Linked DNA regions of Mus musculus: all the other regions are linked to region 3. A link is a contact called in public Hi-C, HiChIP or PLAC-seq and promoter capture Hi-C data. All regions are on one chromosome and are shown on one strand. The core of a region is the stretch at or near the end of the contact, and the rest is flanking DNA. Distances in the headings are between cores, read along the strand shown. Region 1 overlaps Enox1 (ecto-NOX disulfide-thiol exchanger 1). Region 2 overlaps Enox1 (ecto-NOX disulfide-thiol exchanger 1). Region 3 holds the start of Enox1 (ecto-NOX disulfide-thiol exchanger 1). Region 4 overlaps Enox1 (ecto-NOX disulfide-thiol exchanger 1). Region 5 overlaps Enox1 (ecto-NOX disulfide-thiol exchanger 1).

Evidence for each region. Promoter capture Hi-C pulls out the DNA fragments that hold promoters and counts their contacts. A called contact is a pair of places that touch in the nucleus more often than the background predicts. HiChIP or PLAC-seq counts read pairs in DNA pulled down with a chosen protein or histone mark.
Region 1: an H3K4me3 HiChIP or PLAC-seq map of embryonic stem cells shows a contact between it and region 3, with 14 read pairs. The contact joins the enhancer-like site here to the promoter of Enox1 in region 3. A contact is called at or near these places in 7 of 39 promoter capture datasets (cranial neural crest, embryonic stem cells, frontonasal cranial neural crest and 3 more), 5 of 484 Hi-C or Micro-C datasets (cerebral cortex, embryonic stem cells and nephron progenitors), 18 of 115 datasets of contacts at active chromatin or transcription factors (acute myeloid leukemia, cardiomyocytes, embryonic basal ganglia and 8 more) and 2 of 9 other capture datasets (adipose tissue and embryonic stem cells).
Region 2: a contact with region 3 is called in a promoter capture Hi-C map of hippocampal neurons, with 9 times the contacts expected there. The contact joins the enhancer-like site here to the promoter of Enox1 in region 3. A contact is called at or near these places in 13 of 39 promoter capture datasets (the 3T3-L1 cell line, 3T3-L1-derived adipocytes, embryonic stem cells and 8 more), 1 of 15 datasets of contacts at CTCF or cohesin (pro-B cells), 9 of 484 Hi-C or Micro-C datasets (the HL-1 cell line, bone marrow-derived macrophages, brown adipocytes and 5 more), 16 of 115 datasets of contacts at active chromatin or transcription factors (SST interneurons, craniofacial prominence, differentiating embryonic stem cells and 9 more) and 2 of 9 other capture datasets (embryonic stem cells and liver).
Region 4: an H3K4me3 HiChIP or PLAC-seq map of embryonic basal ganglia shows a contact between it and region 3, with 5 times the contacts expected there. The contact joins the enhancer-like site here to the promoter of Enox1 in region 3. A contact is called at or near these places in 12 of 39 promoter capture datasets (the 3T3-L1 cell line, 3T3-L1-derived adipocytes, HPC-7-derived erythroid cells and 7 more), 7 of 484 Hi-C or Micro-C datasets (the C2C12 cell line, the N1E-115 cell line, cerebellum and 3 more), 17 of 115 datasets of contacts at active chromatin or transcription factors (SST interneurons, VIP interneurons, astrocytes and 12 more) and 2 of 9 other capture datasets (embryonic stem cells and pancreatic islet).
Region 5: a contact with region 3 is called in a Hi-C map of the N1E-115 cell line, with 5 times the contacts expected there. The contact joins the enhancer-like site here to the promoter of Enox1 in region 3. A contact is called at or near these places in 16 of 39 promoter capture datasets (the 3T3-L1 cell line, 3T3-L1-derived adipocytes, the HPC-7 cell line and 11 more), 1 of 15 datasets of contacts at CTCF or cohesin (the NIH/3T3 cell line), 23 of 484 Hi-C or Micro-C datasets (the 3T3-L1 cell line, 3T3-L1-derived adipocytes, the Ba/F3 cell line and 17 more), 21 of 115 datasets of contacts at active chromatin or transcription factors (the NIH/3T3 cell line, PVALB interneurons, SST interneurons and 14 more) and 2 of 9 other capture datasets (adipose tissue and pancreatic islet).

Annotation. Positions count from the first base shown.
Region 1 is chr14:77,517,776-77,520,475 of GRCm38.p6, forward strand. All of the region lies in intron 7 of Enox1 (ecto-NOX disulfide-thiol exchanger 1), which reads left to right. Among named protein-coding and RNA genes, the nearest start is that of Gm6994, 12 kb to the left of the region's middle. Within about 2 kb of position 1,351, at least 45 of the 459 cell types and tissues checked have an H3K27ac peak or open chromatin away from gene starts, as enhancers often do. A contact at or near this core is called in acute myeloid leukemia and embryonic stem cells, where this site is marked.
Region 2 is chr14:77,641,402-77,644,122 of GRCm38.p6, forward strand. All of the region lies in intron 14 of Enox1 (ecto-NOX disulfide-thiol exchanger 1), which reads left to right. Among named protein-coding and RNA genes, the nearest start is that of Gm52115, 46 kb to the left of the region's middle. Within about 2 kb of position 1,265, at least 2 of the 459 cell types and tissues checked have an H3K27ac peak or open chromatin away from gene starts, as enhancers often do. A contact at or near this core is called in hippocampal neurons, where this site is marked.
Region 3 is chr14:77,155,322-77,158,021 of GRCm38.p6, forward strand. Enox1 (ecto-NOX disulfide-thiol exchanger 1) reads left to right here and starts at 1,442. Exons shown (of 19, transcript NM_172813.3): 1 at 1,442-1,721.
Region 4 is chr14:77,592,293-77,594,992 of GRCm38.p6, forward strand. Enox1 (ecto-NOX disulfide-thiol exchanger 1) reads left to right here. Exons shown (of 19, transcript NM_172813.3): 11 at 488-700. It overlaps Gm52115 (a long non-coding RNA gene), which reads right to left. Exons shown (of 3, transcript XR_003951128.1): 3 at 699-2,700. Among named protein-coding and RNA genes, the nearest start is that of Gm52115, 3.0 kb to the right of the region's middle. Within about 2 kb of position 1,434, at least 14 of the 459 cell types and tissues checked have an H3K27ac peak or open chromatin away from gene starts, as enhancers often do. A contact at or near this core is called in embryonic basal ganglia, where this site is marked.
Region 5 is chr14:77,464,565-77,467,264 of GRCm38.p6, forward strand. The region is part of intron 5 of Enox1 (ecto-NOX disulfide-thiol exchanger 1); the gene reads left to right. Among named protein-coding and RNA genes, the nearest start is that of Gm6994, 41 kb to the right of the region's middle. Within about 2 kb of position 1,262, at least 18 of the 459 cell types and tissues checked have an H3K27ac peak or open chromatin away from gene starts, as enhancers often do. A contact at or near this core is called in the N1E-115 cell line, PVALB interneurons, SST interneurons and 1 more, where this site is marked.

The DNA of each region.
Region 1 (2,700 bases), core at 101-2,600, 360 kb after region 3:
AGAGGCATTTATTATGATCATTGAAACATTAGGGAGTCCATGTGGAGTATAAGGAGCGTGAAGAATAACCACGGGTCCTAGGAGTCCAGCCTTGGAAATCGATCAGATGGTGCAGAAGTCGAGAAGAAACGAAGGGGAAGGGCCAATCGCGGTTTCCTCTTTGCCATGACAAGTTTAGGTACCTCTTTGGAAGGGCATACAGACAGCATAACGTCTACTTTATGGACCCTCAGCTCAGGTAGGGTGGAAACAGGGAGAAGTATCTGGCAACCATGACACATGATGGTCTTGCCTACCATGGGGACTTTTCTGCAGTGAAATTGGGGGAATCCCTTTTTCTGCCTATGCAGTTGTCACTCTGACCTCTGACCCCAGCCCCTCCCTCGTGTATCTCTCCTGTGACCTGCTGGATTCTTTGTACTGCTGGGCTCCAAGGCTTGAAAGGAAAGGTGGGGTCTGAGGTAACAAATACCTCCCGGGAACCTTGCCACCCACCGCATCCTCTGCTCACGGGTATTCAGGGCACTCTGCTGATAAACTGCACAAGGCTCTCATTTAATAGGAAAACAATGCTCCCAGCAGCCAACTTCTCCAATTTCTCTTGTGGTGGTGGTGAGATTCTCTGACCCAGGCATGATTCAGGGCAGGTAGGGAGCACGGCGTGCAGTGGAGGGACTCTCTCTCTCTCTCAGAGATGCTGCTTCAAATTCTCTTTTGTTTTCATTTTCTAACTAATTGAAACATCTCTCAGTCTCCAGATTCCGAAACCAGACAGGCCCTTGACTTAGAGTTCAGGGTTTGTGTGCCAGATTTCATGCACTTGTTGTGCCAGTTTCGTTCCACTCTGCACAGTTACTTATCCTCCTCTCGAGGACACTGGGACAGTGTGCTGATATAGTTATTCATACACCACAATGTTACCAGAGGCTCAAAATGATATTGTATTATACAATACAATACAAGCAACCAGAGAAACAGGAATTAGCATGACAGGTGATAAGCGTACATTTCTGAAGTAGGTGGTTTGAAGGAGACTTGTCCTCTACTGCTTCAGGTATTTTAACACTAGGTTACCAGTTGGTGGTCTGTTTGGGGAGGTTTTGAATGATACAGCTTCACTGAATGAAGTGATTTTTTTTTTTTTTTTGAGACAGGGTTTCTCTGTGTAGCCCTGGCTGGCCTGGAACTCACCTTGTAGACCAGTCTGGCCTCGAACTCAGAAATCCACCTGCCTCTGCCTCCTGAGTGCTGGGATTAAAGGCGTGGGCCACCACGCCTTTGAGGGTTGGTTTTGAGGGTTTTATTGCCTCAACCCACCTCCTGTTTGCTCTCTCCACTTCCTGTGTGGACAGAAATAGAACAGGCAGTTTCCTGCTCCTGTCAGTATTCTGTTTCTGCCCCACCACAATGGACTCTAGACCTCCAGAGGAACCATAAGCCAAAACCAGAACAAAAACAAACAAAAAGCACACTTCAGTCTCGGCACTCAAGAGATAGAGTTGGGACTAACTCTTGTAAGTCTGAGGACAGACTTATCTACATAAGGAGTTCTAGGTCACCCATTCCCAGACAAACTAAGAAAAATGACAGAAAGAAAGAGGAGTCTGTCCGCCATGGCCTAGGTGGGGGCAGTTCTTGCCCCTGGAATAGGGACAGCAGACACGAGGAGACTTCCACGTGTCAGTGGCTGTGGGCCTCCACAAGTCAAAGGCTGCCAAGGGCTTAAGGCCTATTTGTATAATAATGTATATATTACACATTCCTCCTTTAAAGGAAGTCCTTCCTATTAACATTAATGACACCATGATAATCACACAGCTGGAGTCCAGGAAGCAAAGGTGTGGCTTAAATGCAAAATGGTAAAAGCTGAGACCTTCACTCAGCCCAGCCAGTAGCAAAGAACTCTAAAATCATGAGTTTGAAAACATATAATTTGTCAAATATGCAAAAAAATATAAAGATGTAGTATGAATTATATGAGGGGCTTCAGGAATATAAAGGAACAAAGGCAGCTGCATTAATGAGCCAGCTTTTCAGAAAGATTCAAAGACAGGCTTATACAAATGCAGGCAGATTCCTGAATTCAAGGTCAGCCTGGGACATACTGAATCCAGGACCAAGGTGTGGTAGAAATGGTAATTTTAGGACTGGGTCCCACCCAGCTTAACAGAGGCAGGCAGATCTCCTAATTCTTTTGCAAGGTTTAGAGAAAATGTGTGTTTGCTATAGCCTAAAAATTAAGGAGCTTGGGTCTAGGGAGGCTAATTCATAGGATAACCAAAGGGAAACCCGAAGTAAATGACTGCATTAATATGTAAAATTATGTAAAATAAAAGACGGAGTTTTTGCTCCTAGGTTGTGAGCTAGCCAGGGAAAGTTTTTAGCATAGCAAGAGAGAACTGGAGAGACTTGGAGAACTGTTTCAGGCAGACACCTCTAGAGAAAGCAGATCAGAAATAAAACTGAACAGAGAGAACAAGGCCACCAGCTTGGACCCACGATTTGACTTCAAGTTGTTTGTTTTCGTTGCTCCCAGACATCCCTTCTCCCCCTCTCCAAGCTGAGGCTAGACCTTGGCAGTTGGCACCCAGGACAGAGTCTGAGACAAGGGTAGGTAAGTATGTTGGGCAAATTCAATTTGGGACAGATTTCATTCGTGGTGTGAGATAGAGCTGGGAAAAGGGGTGAAGATTTGGTAAA
Region 2 (2,721 bases), core at 15-2,514, 490 kb after region 3:
TGATTTTTAGAATTGCCTTCAGCGTTAGCCAGAAGTTTCTGGTTTGTTTCCTCTTCTATTCCCTTGCCAGTACGCTCATGAGCATTGCTCTGTTTCTTACGTGTTTATGGAAAAACAAAAAACAACAGTACCGAGCAGAGGTCTTAAAAATGAGGAGCCTTAGGGTGACTTTGTCCTGGTATTTGTTTCTAAGTTTGACCCTACACTACACATGAGTCATAATTTAACAATATTAGACGTTTCATACAAGAGGAAATAACAGCTTGTAGCCATGGTAACACGATCACCTTTACCAAGCCATACGACAGCAATTAAGTTAGCCTCTTCTCTCTGCTGGGAGGCTAAGGAAGTTAGGGTCATTTTTTATGTTCATTTGTATCTTTAGGCATACAAACAAAGAATATAAACATTTTAAGCTCTGTTCATCTTCAGATCCCTACACTGAGCATGTCTTATTTAGGGTTTCTGTTGCTCTGAAGAGACACCATGACCAAGGCAACCCTCATAAAGACAAACCTTTAATTGGGGCTGCCTTACAGTTTCAGAGGTTTAGTCCATTACCATGATAGCAGGAAGCATGGCAGCCTACAGGCAGAGATGGTACCAGGAAGGACCTGAGAGTTCTGCATCTTCCAAGGCAACCAGGAAAGGCAGGCATCCTGGCATTGAGGAGGAGGAAGCTCTCTTGTGCAATGGGCAGAGCCTGAGCATAGGAGGGGACCTCGAAAGCCCACCCCCACAGCAACTTGCTTCCTCTAACAAGGCCACGCCTCCTAACAGTACCTCCTAACATACCCCCTGTGGGCCAAGCATACTCAAACCACCACAGAGTGGTTTTATTAGATCTAATAAAGTAAAATTTGTTCTTTAGATGTATTTAGTTCTATGAATTCTGACAAATGCTAAATTAAGTCACGTGAGACCACTATAGAAATCAATCTGTCAGTCATTTCCATGGCCACACCCTCAGCCCCCTGTTCATGCCACCCCGCTTCCTGGATCCACCGACCTGAAATCTACCCTCACAGCTTGCCATTTCTAGGACTTGCTGTCTGCAGCCTGTTTAGGCTTGCTGCCTTTGCTTAGCATGCATTGAAGGTCCCTCTGTGTTGCCACTGTGTGCTCTGTTCCCTTTCCAGTCTATCGAGTAGAATTCAATTGTAAGGAAAAGCTGCAGATCGTTTCTCTAGCCACTAGCTCACAGACGTCTAATGTTGTTTGCACTTTGGGGGTAAACATGCACAAATTTGTTATGAATATTCATTTGCAGGCCTTCTGTGTAGATGTATCTCTTCATCTGCACATGGAGAGCTGCCTATGACTGAGACGCACAGAAAGCATCCTTCTGAAAACACAGCCACTGTGTTTTCCAAAGGACCTTGAGCCTGATGAATTCCTGCAAGACTGCAGGAGTATTCCACGTGTCCCATGTCGTGGTCTGTCAGGGAAAGTCAGTTTAACCAGTCACTGTTAGCCACTGTCGTAAATGGAGGGTCTGTCTGGTTACGGCTCATCCATACTTAAACTTAAATAGTACTTTTATTTTCATTCATAAGCATTGCCCAAAATACCATATTCTTAAACATAATCTTTAAAAATTAGATGTTTATCATTTCTATTTAACAATTTTGTATGATTTGTATCCCCCAAAGAGTTTAACTGTGGCGATCTGTCTGATCCCGAGTTTAGAACTAATCAAACCTGGCAGGACGACCAGTGGATATAGAACTAGTTCCTATGCCTCCCCCTACGCCCAGAATCTGTCCACTGCCAATCGATCAGCATAACTGGTAGAGCCCCATGCACCCCCCTCTCCATCTATAACCAACTGCTGTGTGGGCAGACTGATGCGGGCACAATTGCTCTGCGCTCGTGATTGCAAGGCCTCTGTCAAGCTTGGGACACGGAATTACACAGCCCTCTTCCCTGCCTTCTGATGCCTGTATTATTTTTCTGTTACTTCTTCTGCAGTGTTCCCTGAGTTCTAATGGGGGTTCTCTAAATGTCTTACGTATATCTGAGCCCTCAGCTGTCCTTTAGTCTCAGCATCTGTGTAACCACGAGTCTATATTAACCAGTTTGTTATATGGTGAAACTTCTCTGACTGTAGCCTCTGTCTGTGGATATAAATATATTGAGAAGGTGTTTTGATGCTGAGTCAATTCAGCTAACCAGAAGTTTTAGGTTCACTCCTAGGAGCTAAGACCTCTTGTGACAAATTCTAGACTGGGTTTGTAGTATTAGACATAAATCACTTTTTATGGAGTGGGTGGGCCTCAAATCCAATCAGGGAGTTATTGGTTACTCCTCAAAGAGTTTTGCCATCATCGTACCAATGGTTACATCGTGCCTGGCCTGGCAGGTGGGTATTATAACTCATAGAATTGTCACATGGGTAATTGTCACACTACCTCACAACCAGCAGCCGCCTGCGCAGCACCACCTGGCACAATAAACATCAACCGGCAGGGAACAAGCTCAGCTTCACCATGATTTCTCTGTATCTTGCATCCAGGTTGTGCAGTGTCTTCGGCACAAGGGTCCCATCAACTTTGAACTGTGTTTTCTGACAGCAAGTTTACTCCTGCTTCTTCCAGTTTTAAAAAAAAAAAAAAAAGTCAGACAAGGACTGATAAATATTCAAAAAAACCAACAGGATGCCATTAAACTGCTGATCACAAAACTGCGTATGATTAATGATGATCATTAGAGCTCCTTCAT
Region 3 (2,700 bases), core at 192-2,691:
AGAGAAAAGCTTGCTTCTGACCAGCATCTAGAGGCAGACAGATTTAACACCTCCTTTCCTATCCTTTTCTGTAGAAGGGAGTGTAGAAACTGCCAAGTATCTGCAACTCGGTGACTTGGACCTTTTTTGAGAAGGTTAGGTGTCCCCAGGATCTTTATCCTTTGCTCAGGCAGATTATACCACCAAGTTCCTTTCTGAGTGCTCTTTTCGTGAATCTTTTGGTAAATTTGCACAATGGGTCAGTCTTCTCCTATGTTCCTTCTTTGCACTGGGGCCTGGCAGCCCGAGGGGAAAAATAGTCTTTCACACAGGGAACTGGCATACGTTTAAATCAAGCAAGCCTAGTGGGATGGTAATGACATTCCCACCATCTGAGTTTCTGCCTTCAGGATATGTGAAGCTAGAAAACAATGTCATTCATTCAACATTTATAGAGAACACACAGTGTACAGGGGCGCTGTGCAAGTCTTGGAGGGCAGGCAAAAGTGCAAACCCTAACCCGCTCTTGAGGATTCCTGCCAAGAAGAGCATGACAACTGCAACACGGACCTTACACTCCTGGAAGGAATTCTTGGGTGAATAAAGTCTGCTTATTTAAAGTAAGCATGGAAAACTATACCAACAGCTCGATGTACCTTTCAGGAATAGGACAGATAAGTGGGATTTAGTCATAATCTCTAAGGTGTTAGAGCGCTCGGTGATGAAGGTGTTCTCAGCTTGCTTTGAGTTACTTGTGTATCGGGACAGTTGGCAGAATCCTAACAAAGAGAGGGCCAATACTTCTATATGGAGGTGGCTAACTTTGAGGGAAAGTGGCTTCCAAGGAGAACAAAAAGGTAACATTTTCATCTGGAGCGATCCCAACCACCACTGAGGCATCCTAATACCCTGGGTAAAACCTCTGTGCCCAGGCTCAACCTTAGACAGCGCCGGGTTGAGCAGTGCATCTCAGCATCCTGGAGTCCACTGCACGCACCGAGTTCCCCCCCGCACCCCGGTCGCCTGCCTGGCGCCTTCAAGGTCGCCATGGCAACCATGGGGTACCAAGACCAGTCCCTGAACGTCCAGCCTAGAAATTCAAACTGGCAGCAGTGGCACGAGCGAGTCGCCTCAGCTCCTCCCCCGAGGGAATAGCGCGATCCTCGGCCGTGGGCACCACTTGTGCAGCATCAGTGGCAGAGCGCTCCTCCGGCTCCAGATCGGCCGGGATCCGGAGCTCGAGCGCGCCACGCCGCCTCTCATCTGGTTTCTCCGCCGGGCCAGTCGCTTCTTCGGGCCAGACAGGCCGCCCATCCTTTCACCGCTTTACGGATTTCCGGGGGCGACGAATTTTGCCTCGGTCCCTACGAGCATCTCTCCGCTTCGCTCCCCCGCCCCTCGCGACTCCCCCCACTCCTGGGCGCGCGCGCGCACACTCACTCACACTCTCAGGCGCGCGTGCGCACGCCCGCGCGCCCCGAGCCGCGGAGTCTCCAGCGCCCCTGAGCAGATCCCACTCTCCCGGGCGCTGCTACTCACACAGGCTTCCAGCCGCCACGGGGCGTCCTCTGTCTGCGGCAGCAGCGGCGGCGCGAGCGGAGGCTGCAGTCTAGCCGGGTCTGGCTGCTCGGCGCCCTGGACAGAGTCCGGCAGAAGCGCGATCGGGAGGAGACGCCGAGGCAAGGAGGAGCCGCGCCGCGCCCGGCGCTCGCTTGCCTCGAATCCCCGCACCGCGGCCCCAGGTAAGCGGCTCCGCGGCCCGCAGCATCCCCGGGGCGTAGGGACTCGCCGCCCATGGGGGGTTCCCGGTCCCGCCCCCGTCGTGGCCGGGGAACAAGGCACCGAGGGGAGTGGGCGAGGGGGGAGGGGAGCGGAGCTGGAGGTGAGGCTGGAAGGCAGCGGTGTGGGGGAGCCCCCTGCGCCCTTCCCCGACGCTCCTCGGGCTCCCGCACTTTTATGAGCCGGGGGTGCTCAGCGCCCCACACAGATGTACTCCGCTCTTTTTTATCGCTGGCCGGCTAGAGTCCGCTCGGGCTCCGCGCCTACCACGCACCAACCGCCTCCCCTGCACCTTGGACAGCGCACCCCGCCGCTCGCCTCCCGGGGACCGCACCCGGGACCCTGTCCTGCCCGCGCAGCCCTCCGGTTGTTCCGTTCTTCCCATAGTGTCCTCCTCCTGTCTTGCATAGCATCTCCCTGCCTTGGCGTTCTCTACTCTGGCGCGGGCCAGAAACTTTCCTCTCTGCCCGATCTGCGCGAGGTACTATTGTTGTTATTTGTGTCTTTCCTTCTCGCTGGGAACTGGACACAAGGACAGGTCTTCCTCTGCGGGCGATCGCCTGCCTTTCCCAGTCCAAGACCGCACTGGGCAGCCGGACTTGGACACCCGGCCGGCGCCTCGGCAGCTGGACGCCCGCGGGTTCCCCGCCTCTCTGGACACGTGCACTCCTCCCACGGACGCGGCCCCTCCCGGACCACCCTATGTCCTACCCCTGCATGGCCACGGCCACCCCATAGGTTGGACACCCGGGATCGCGGGCTCTGATTGGTTGATCTCATAACCCCGCCTCCTTGGAGGGGGTGGTTCTGGAGTGTTGTGGTTGTCATCCCGCAGCGAGCACATGGGGGAAGTGGGGTCGACAGGTGGGGAAACCCAGCTCTATGGCATACACATCCCAGTGTATGTAATCCGGCTAGTATCATTCCTTCAAATTGCACATT
Region 4 (2,700 bases), core at 184-2,683, 440 kb after region 3:
GGAGTCGACCTTATAAAGCACAGTCTAGGCTTGTTATGAGAATGTGTTGGCAGAGTATAGCTAAGTATCCCAGCACTTGGGAGGCAGAGGCAGGCGGATTTCTGAGTTTGAGGCCAGCCTGGGTCTACAAAGTGAGTTCCAGGACAGCCAGGGCTATACAGAGAAACCCTGTCTCAAACAAACAAACAAACAAACAAAAACAAAAACAAAAAAAAAAACAAAAAAAAAAAAGAAAAGAAAAGAAAGAAAGAAAGGAAGAAAAAAAGAATTCCCAGCACAGCTCCCAGAGAAATACCTGAATAGGTTCTAGGTGGTTCCATGGAGCCAGAGGAAGAAGAGAATAGCTAAGCTATGGAATGACAAAGCCTCCTTCAGAGGAAAGCTAATTTGTCAAGTTCTGAGAAAGCAGCACTACTCGGGGAGACCTCACATGCTTTGAGAACAGCCTGATGACGTGGCTTTTTCTTGCCGTCACCTTCCGTTCTAGATGACAGCAAGTTCTCTGAGGCTATCACAGTTCTGCTGTCCTGGATCGAGCGTGGGGAGGTGAACCGGCGCTCGGCAAACCAGTTCTACTCCATGGTTCAGTCGGCCAACAGCCACGTGCGCAGGCTCATGAATGAAAAGGCTACCCACGAGCAGGAAATGGAGGAAGCAAAGGAGAACTTCAAAAATGCCTTAACGGGGATCCTCACTCAATGTAAGTAACGCTTTGGGGGGCCATCTCTTTTGTCACGGTTTGGCCTTTTCTTTTGTTCCCATTTTATGTTCTCATGTGGGGGTAAGTAGCTCAGAAGTCTCCCATTTTACTCCATATTGAATGGCACACCTCATAACCGACTCATGTTCTGTGGCATGTGGAAGAGCACGGACCTGCCCTGAGAGCTTACTTCTCAAGGTGAGCAACATTTCTGTAGCTTTTCCTCAGAACTCCGTGCCTGGCCCCCAAGACAGGGCAGCCAGGTTCATCTGGGCTCATTGGACCCACCTCAGTTCACACCACACCCCTGTGGGGCAGCCACTGTCCACCTGCAGGCTGCCCACCCAGACCTGTATATCCTACTGGGACTGATGACTGGGAACAGGCCTTGAACATGTCCCCGGGCTCTGTTTAGGGAGCAAACCCCCTCCTCAGTCTCCTTGTGAGGTGAGCTTTGGCCATCTGCGCTGATGACTGAAGAATAGACTTTCTTCATTTGGAAAGCAAATTGCCTTAAACACTTAATGCCCGCGATTTTTCATGTCAAGATCCTGAATTGATGAAGGAGCATAAATGGAGCTTTCTAATAGAACAATAGTCACAGTAATTACCCCTGGGCTCTATTCAAAAAAAAAGGGGGCGTCAACTTTTTCTGTGGCACTCCATGTCTGCAGTTAATGTCACAGCAGCACAATGCATCTCAGCTGCTGATGGTCTTGTCGCTTGGTAAAAAGCTGTTGAGTGACATCGCTCCGGGGCCTCTGCTCCATTCCGTTCCAGGTGTGGGGACCCACACATGACAGCAACACATGCAATTTACATATTTTTTCTGAAAATAACTATTATTTGCAGTGATCTAGTGCGCCAAATGCCTGCCGCTCCTTCATCAGCACAATCCTAAGGGGTGATGTGTCTGTTAGGGTAGGAAGGCAGAGAGGGATGACTGAGCCAGGATCTTAAGTATGAACACATTTTGCACGACCTTGTTGCCAGCTAGACAGTTTTTGTAGCAATGCAGAGTTAAGTGCCGAGCAATGAATCCCCAAATGTAAACTGGTAGGTGACCAAATGCCCAGCCCAGGAGCACTTGGCCTTGAAAGGAAAGGAATGTGGGGAACAGGAGTGTTCCACCTCACACGGATCGGTACTGTACTAGCAAAACTCATCAGCACTGAATGGCGGCCTTAGACCCAGCTGTGGAGGTCCAGCCACACTAGAGTTAGGACTGCTAGGTGGAGAAGAAGGAAAGTTAATACTGACTCTAGCTTTGAAAGGAAGAACGACGGCAGTGGATGAGTGGCCAGAGAGAAGGTAAGAGTTGGTTGGCAGAGAAAAAAGGAAGGCTAAACAGTATGGAAAGAACAGTTCCTGGAGGGGCTGGGGGGTGGATATGGTTGGAAGCCACGTGCCCAAACAGTAGAGTTGTTACTGTCCACAACCTCTCTGCTCAGGGGACTCAATTCTAACCACGTCTCCATCTGTATCTGCATGCCCTTTATTGCCTCCTTTTGCAATGTCCCCTTGACAACAGCTGTGAAGCCATGGTGGGCTTCACATGGTTGGAATAGGAGAAAATCATGCTCTCCTTGGCAGTGCTGTTACATAGGGACTAGTGGGGATGAGGCTGGAAGAATTGAACATGCCTTCCTGCCCTCGGGCCAGATTAGAAGCAACTAGGTAGACAGGATACAATGTATATCGTCAATGGGCCTCTCAGTGGTAAAGCTCGGGGTGGGCCATTGCAGCCCTGATGCCTGAGCTGAGAGGAACACACCCAGGACAGGGGTTTACCTTTGAGGAATGAGTGAGGTTGCAATCAGGGAATCCCCCACCAAGTGGCGATGGCTGTCAGAGATGACTCTTGAAATGCAGACGTCTGAGCTCAGGCCTTCAGTCTCCCAACCTTCTCCTTTTTCTGGCTTTCCTTTCCCATTCGGATAAATTCTTCGACTAACAGCTTGTAAGCACTTTTTATACTCTTCCTTCCACCAGCAAACCCC
Region 5 (2,700 bases), core at 12-2,511, 310 kb after region 3:
GTTTTTATGTATGAAGTAGATGTTGGCATGCTGCATTTTTTAAGGCAAAGCTCATAAAGAGGATTGTTGTTGTTGTTGTTGTTGTTGTTGTTAGAAGGGGCTGTTTGTAGACCTGTAATTTGAATCTTGGTAAATGTAGCATATTCTTTCCAAGGCACCCCTGCAGTCCTGCTGGGGTCATTAGAACACTGTTCCTCGGGCCCAACCAGATGATTTCTGTGAGCAGCCAGAATTGAGATCTACTGGTATCAAGGAAACTTAAAGGGCATTAAGCCCATTCACCCATCTGGTGCTTCATCGCTTTCTGCATCTGTTTCGTGATGACAGACAAGCACTTCTGATACACGGATTGAAACCACAACTGGTGGCATCTGTGTCACACACAGTCCTCTCTCAAGCTGCCACTCAAGGTGACCCAGTTTGAGGGCTGTTGAGAGAGCACTCTGATATCAAAGTCCAACCTAGTGGAACATCGTTCAGTCCTGGGCAAACCAAAACTGTTGTTTGCAGTATGGCCAACTGACTCATGTTTGGATGACACAGCATTGAGTTTTGACATGCCTTCTTCTGGTAAAAGGAAAAGTGTGCTGCTTTGGATAGACTTTCTGAATGGAAAGATAAGAACAGTTACAGACCTTGAAACCTTGGCAGTCTGGAGAGAAGAGACAGGCTTGGGAGCAAGGGAAGGGAAATATTGTAACAGATTCTCAGGGACTTTCTGAGTAAAGCAAAGGAAAGAGTATAACAGATTCTCACGGACTTTCTGAAGTTAACACCACACATAATGGCATCAAAGTATTCATTGACTTTTTATGTCCTGTATGTAGATAAACTAAGAAAGATTCTGTAATGAAGCAAGAGTAAAGAGGGAAGCTGAAAATTGTGTTTATAATCAACTATAAATCCATAAACTCCTTGAGAATTAGTTTTGTTTTTTAAATGAAGAGGAGACTTCCGGCAACTGCATGGAAACTTGCTGACAGCTGATCCCTGGGTCCTGTTAGGATCTTGATCTGCTGCATGTCCTTGTGACACTCAGGACAGCCCCTTCCTTTGAGATAAAAGTAAATGTCAGTAGGTTAATAGAAAGGGGAAAATGTTTTGACTTTTAATGGTTTGGTGTATATGATGGCGTTGAAATGATCATGAGAATCCCTTCGGGTAACATCTTGCTGTCCTAATATGGTCCTACAGTCTAAGAATAAACTTACCCCATTCCTGCCTCCTACACTGATCACTGAGCATTCGGTCTGATCTGAGTGCCACACAGTTGATTCATTTCATTCACTGATTGCCAAAATGGCCAGATGTGTTTCCAGCAATCTGACTGTCTTCATAACCAAATCAAATCAGTGATGCAGCGATTCAGCCAATGGTTGAGTGTCCAGCTGTCCTGGATGCAGCTAGAGATGAGATATTAAGCTATGCTTGGAAATGTCTAGTTTTATTGAAATCATCATAGCTCTTCCTGCCACTCTGTAATTTATATGACGCTATAGGAGGAAGCATCAATAAATAGAAACATTAGCAGATTGTGCTCTGACTTCTTTCTTAATGAACATCTCTAGCTGGATTTGTAAAATGCAGGGAAACAAGTTAGAATCAAACATTGAACATCAACTCATAGCATCTTTCCGTAGTTCATTAGTAGGCATTGCCTGAGAGAAATAAAAGAGGAGGCTCCATAGCCATATAAGTTCACATAATGCCAGGTAAAACGAGATCAAACAGGCATGTTAGAGAAGATATTGTAGTCTAGACCTTCCAGGATGGTAGAAAGGGGGTCAAGAGATGGTGACCTGTTTGTACATGATCTATAGAACTCCCCCATGAATATTTAGGGGGACTCCATCTGACCTCCTTACTTTGCAGTTACACAAACTCCATCCAGAAATGTGAAACAGAGACAGAGGCATCCCTTCTCTTATATGTGTCTATCTTTCAGTATATACTACATATAAGAGTATCTTAAATATAAATTAATTGTGAAAAGTCAGTAGCCACTTAAATAATACCTTCAATATAAAATAGAGACTAACATGTAAAGATCCAGAGAAAAAGAAAGGCAGAGAGAAGAGGAGAGGAGAGGAGAGGAGAGGAGAGGAGAGGAGAGGAGAGGAGAGATGAGACGATATTAGGGGGACTTGGAGAAGATTCTTGGTGAAGCAAATGAAGAACTTTCAAAACTTCATAACATCTTTCAAAAAGATGAGAAACACTACTATAGTCATCACCTAAAATGAGCATTCTATATACAAAGGGAAACAATCAGAAAATAAGTATATATGAAATAAGGATTATATGCATGATATAATCATAATCTGCATTAGACATATGTATTATATAATAATGTATACCAATATATTATATATAGACTTAGTTTTACATATATGTGTGTATATATTCATACATGCATTTATATGTATGTATGTATGTATGTATGTATATACACATACACACACACACACACACACACACACACACACTTATATATGAATATAGAAACTAAAGGCAAGCAGATTTCCTAGGAAGCAAATTGGCAATGAGTGATGGAGGATGGGTTGGGGTTGAAGTAAAAAACATAAAATTAAACTAGTAGATTCATCCATAAGGTTCAAGTTTTTTTTCCAAAGGAGTTCCAGAAAGAGAAAAAAACAACTCCGTGGGATCCAGGATAAAAGGTTATACAACACATTTAAA